Linked DNA regions of Muntiacus reevesi: region 2 is linked to region 1. A link is a contact called in public Hi-C data. All regions are on one chromosome and are shown on one strand. Each heading gives the region's core, a stretch centred on a gene start, on an enhancer-like site or on the middle of the called end of the contact. The rest is flanking DNA. Distances are from core to core; before and after follow the strand shown.

The links. A called contact is a pair of places that touch in the nucleus more often than the background predicts.
Region 2: a Hi-C map of muscle shows a contact between it and region 1, with 2.1 times the contacts expected there. The contact joins the promoter of NAGA here to the promoter of CCDC134 in region 1. A contact is called at or near these places in 2 of 3 Hi-C or Micro-C datasets (blood and muscle).

Annotation. Positions count from the first base shown.
Region 1 is chr1:56,319,493-56,322,116 of mMunRee1.1, forward strand. CCDC134 (coiled-coil domain containing 134) reads left to right here and starts at 1,287. Exons shown (of 7, transcript XM_065944787.1): 1 at 1,287-1,413.
Region 2 is chr1:56,526,097-56,528,720 of mMunRee1.1, forward strand. NAGA (alpha-N-acetylgalactosaminidase) reads right to left here and starts at 1,331. Exons shown (of 10, transcript XM_065944833.1): 1 at 1,230-1,331; 2 at 677-791. The coding sequence starts at 692.

The DNA of each region.
Region 1 (2,624 bases), core at 37-2,536:
GTACAATTTCCAGGCAAGGAAAGTGAGCAGGTCAGAACTTTCTCAGCCTTCCTAACTAAATGAAGCTGTTCCAGCTCATCTCCTTCCTGGTTGAAGCAGGTCCCCTATGTGCCTTTCGCTCCTGGCTCTCCTCGGAGCGTGTATTTGTGCACCCATGTATGCAGTTCTTCCAATGTCTGCTCTCCACAACTGCCCACTCCTGTTCTGCGTCAGCTTACCTGGGGTGTCGGCTCCCTTACCAGCTGTCTGCCAGGGCTCTCTTGGAAACTCAGCCACTGTTCATTGGTGCCATAGTAATAGAAACTCGGAGACAGGGTTTTGGGTGAAGTAGAAAAGAGTAGTTTTTATTGCTTTGCCAGGCAAAAGGAGCCACACTGGGCTAATGCCCTCAAGACTGTGATTCACCCTGGAGGGGGGTAGTGAGGAATTTTATAGTCTTCAAGGGGCAGGGCATGATCCATGGACAGTTCTCAGGTCGGCTGGCATCAAGATGAAGTTTCAAGTATCATCAATTTTCTGGTTTCAGCTAGTCAAGGGCCTATGGTTCTTGTGGGCAGCAGTTTTCATTTGGTGGTGGGGGGTGGTGGTCTGCTTCCTATAAAAACAATTTAGGAATGTGTGTCAGACCTTTATATCTTCCAGGGAACTGGGAGTTGGGTGATTCTGCTATGTGGCAGAATTATAGTCTAAACTGTTACCAGTTACCTAGTCCAACAGCTATTGTTTGTTTCTACATCTTCACCTTTCCCAATCATTAACGCTAGAGTCAGCATTTTACTTCAAAAGACAAGGATACGGGGTTGTACACGGTTTCGGAGCTCTCCTCGAGTCTGTCTATACTGACGCTGTACAAAATCATAGACCAGGGAAGAACCCAGCGAGCTTGGTTTAGAATTTCGTGAATCGAAGCGGCGAGCAGGGGATGTCCCAGCTCTGCATTGCACATTACTTAGAAAAAGGAGTTAGTCACGACCCACTAAACTGATTTTGACAAATGCAGTTTGAAAAACACTTAAGCTGACAAAACAGTTTCAGGGAGGGCGCTAGGAAGACCGTCCGGCAGGGATCACGGCGTCAGTGTGCTGATGCGCCCTTTCAGGCTATTTTCTCCAAACCAACCGAGACACACAAGTGCGCCGGCGGACCGGCAAGGTGGGCGGAACCGGAATCCCACAGACCTCAAGCCGGGCAGATGCCTGCGCCTTCTGGGCGGAGCCGGAAGTGAGGTCAAGGAGCGACCGTCGCGGCCTGCGCTCATTGGTCAGGGGTGGCACGGTGGGCGGGGGCAGTAATCGGCGGTCCCAGGGCTGCTACTCGCGGGCATTCTTTGAGGATCCACGGCTCTGCTGGTCGCTAGCAGGCCGTCGAGTCGGTTGCTGTCTGACCTGCCCCCACCCCCGCCCGCCTGGCCCGGTAGGTAGGGCGAGGGCCGTGGGCAAGCAGACCCCTTTGGAGAGTGGGGGGAGGAACCGAGGGCCCAGAACTGGCTGCAGGGGGTGGGGTGTGGGATTCGCGGACCTCATTGGAAAGACTTTCTCCTTTAGGAGCTCTAAAGGCACGGGTGGCATCCCTGGTCTGCAAGCCCGAGTGGCCCGCTCAGAACCCACCACCAAGTCACCTTTCTCATTTCCCACTTCTTCCCCGCTTCAGTCATTACCGGCCATCTGATAGTCCCTGATTCCCAAGTTTCGCCTTAAGCAGTTTGGTTCCCTTGAGTCTGGAGTACGACGGTAGAATGTAGGGCTCTGGTTGAGCTTGAACTATTTCCTCACATTCTGTAGGCTTCAGTTGTCTGATCTGCACGGGACAGAGTTGGTTCTCTGATTGACCTCTGTGAGCGGTCACTGTCCATAACTGAGCATCTCTCCCCTGGGGCAGGTGTCCTGGTAGAACAGTGGCCAGCTCTGAGATAGCCTGTTCATTAAGACTCTTAGTTTAACTGGAAAATCTATGAGTGATCTATAAGTGATTTGGGCAGTCACCTCATTTTTCTGTGCATTCATCTCCACGTTGGTAAAATTGGGCAGCTGTCATCTGAGTAGAGGCCTCCTCTGACTGCTGTTTTTAATGTCACACTTTGCTGACTCCCTCTTATCCTTCTGTGCTTGTTTTACAACTTTGTTGGTTGTCTCTTAACCCTACTAGAGATAGAAGTACCATTGTGTGGGGAATGTTGTTCCTGCTGTGTTCCTGGCTCCAGAACATTCAAGGAACATGAAAGTTACTCAGTAGTTGGGGAATGTTGCCTAGATAGGAACAGGTGTTGCTTTTGGTGCCTGTGGTTTCTAGGAGAGTAACAGCCATCTTACCCCAAGACTGCCTTGCCTCCTTTCCCACCCAGCACCCCTCCTTCCTTTCTGATGACAGAAGTCAGGAAAAGCAGGAAACCCCGCAAGTTTCATGTTTTTGACTGCCAGGCCTCGTGGAAGGCCAGGGTGGGGGAACTGAGGGGGAATGATGTTGACCCTCCTTCCTCAGGCATAGTGCCTCACCTAGGTCTTTGTCTCTGCAACAGGGAGATGACCTCCTTACCCTCATTTTGCAGTGAGGAAGATGAAGATCAGAGAGGCTGAGCAATTTGCCTTCTGTAGGTCACGAAGTCAGGCAGAGCCAGGGTTCCAGCG
Region 2 (2,624 bases), core at 81-2,580, 210 kb after region 1:
TCTCCAGCTTAAGGTGGAATGGGCTCTTCCTGCAACCGCTGGCTCCCACCAGGCTGTGAGTGGGTGGACAGTCCCAGGCGTAGGGTGGTGTCTGAGGCCTGGATTCCCCCCTGCTGTCGCCACAGCAGTGCTGGGATCACCCAAATCTAACACCTGGGGTCACAGCCTTTCTACACCCTGACCAGCTCTCCCCACTCCATTCACACAGAACTTGGCAGGCCACTGTAGCCAGGCTTCAGGTCTCCCGAGCCCCATCCAGGGCTCAATGTTCTCTGTAGGCACCCAGGAGGCTTCGGGAGGGCTTAAGAGGTCAGCCGGTGGGAAGAGCACTGTAGGGCCTTAATTTGCTTATCTGTAAAATGGAATTTCCATACTGACTTTACAGGGCTTGTCTCAGCACACCTTGATGTTACAGAAGATAGGGTCTCTGGCTGTGAGGTAGAGGGGGTGAGCAAAGAAGAGGTCTCTTTGGAGGGGAACTGATTCTTGCGTGGGAAGGATTTCCTCTTTTCTTGGCCCACCTCCGGGAATAAGAGAGGTACATGTCTCCCCATATGCCCACATCAGGGAAGGAGGCCCAGAAACCACAGGACTGGAACTTCCTCCAGGCAGCCCCCACCCCCAAGTGGTCACTTACCTCCCAAAGCCACCCCCCAACCCCCATCCGCGTAGGTACCTGTCTTCAGCAACATCGCTCTGGACTGAGCGGTCTCAGGACCTGACCAGACCTGCTCTGCTTTTACCAGCTCCCGTATGTCGGGATTTGGAAGCTAAGAAACGTTAGAAAAGCACTGAAAAAAAGAAAAAAAGAAAAGCACTGGGGTCCCTCCTGCTTGGTTAGCCCTGCCGCCCTTAACCTTGGGTGTGGATCCCACGCTGGGCGCCCAAGCCGCCCTCACAGCCCCCAATCTCTCCCCCCAGCCATCGCTTCTCCAAGCCTGGGTTCTTCCGTCGGAAATACTCAACAAGGTATCGTGGACGTTAGACCTCACCTCCTCTGCCGTGCTGGGAACCCCGAGTGCCCAAGGGCGACCCCTCTGTCAGGCTAGGGTCACAGAGAGGCAGCGACAGACTCGGGGACGCCCAGGAAGAATGGAGGTGACGAGCCGGGGGCCAGGCCTCCGGACTCCCACCAGGGCTGAGTTGCCGCCCCCGCCCTCAAAGACCGCAGGCCCGGCGCCCCAGCCCAGGGATCCAACCCAGAGTCGCCCGCCCTCCAGCTTACTGACTCTTCCGCTGCGATCAGAGCCGCCGCCTGGTTCTGCCTCCCGAGTAGACTACAGCCGCAGTCACCTGATTCGTCTACCGCGTTCTAGCGGGGCGGGGCCTGACGGAAGCAAACCTTCCGGCGGAACCTATCAGAATCCCCCTAGCAACGTCCTGCCCCGCCCTACACGGGTCCAGAAAGCCCTCGGAACCTCCCAAAGCCCCTTCTCCTTCGAGCTCCGGCTCTGCGCGCTCCTGAGGCAGGCGCGCGCCCACAGCACAGGGTCCCCATCTCCGCCGAGCTAGTCCTTTCACTTCTGCCGAGGCGAGGATTCAGTTCAGTTCAGTTAAGGCGCTCAGTCATGTCTCTGCAACCCCATTGGACTGCAGCACGCCAGGCCTCCCTGTCCACCAACCTCCCGGAGTCTACTCAAATTCATGTCCATGGAGTCGGTGATGCCATCCAACTATGTCATGCTCTGTCGTCCCCTTCTCCTCCCGCCTTCAATATTTCCCAGCATCAGGATCTTTTCCAAGGAGTCAGTTCTTCGCATCAGGTGGTCAAAGTTTTGGAGTTTCAGCTTCAGCATCAGTCCTTCCAATGAATATTCAGGACTGATTTCCTTTAGGAAGGACTGGTTGGATCTCCCTGCCTCTCAAGAGTCTTCTGGATAGGGCACTGTAGATGCTTATTTAATAGCTGTGGCGTGGATACTTGCTGAGGGCTTTTTTTAAAGAAAAATGAGAGCATGTCCTGGAGTATAGCCCTTAGTAAACTGCTCAGAAACTGTAGTGGAAGATGAATAGGTGCTACAAACCGCTTTTTAAAGCCAGGAGACTCTCCTACCTTGCCTGACACTTGGGCCACCTGTTATCCTCATCCAGACACTCTGCATTCTTTCCTCTTTCATTCATCACATACCTATTGAGCAACGACTAGATACCAAACAGTTTATTCTTGGCACCTTCACTTGGATGGTCAAAGGCGTCTCAAACAGCACTGGCTCCAAACACCTGCCAATTTCATATCTCAGGTAATGGCAACTTTCCTTCCAGATGCTCAGGCCAAATCGTTAGAGTTCTCCTTGGCTCCTCTTCCCCTCACTCCCTACGTCCAGTCTCTGCAGACCTAGTACTCTCCACCTTCAAACCCCATGCTGAGCACTCACACACACCTCCCCCCCCCCCCCCCCATGCTGAGGAATTTCTCTGCGGTCGAGTGGTTAAGACTCTGTACTTCCACCGCAGGGGGCGCTAGTTCCATACTTGGCTGAGGAAGGAAGATCCTGTATGCCCATGCAGTGCATCCAAAAAAATAATCTGGCCATCTCTACTCTCCCAGACCCCATCACATCTTCCCCGGATTACTCCAGCATCCTCCTCACTGGTCTGCTTCCACTCATATTTTTGTCTTCTTA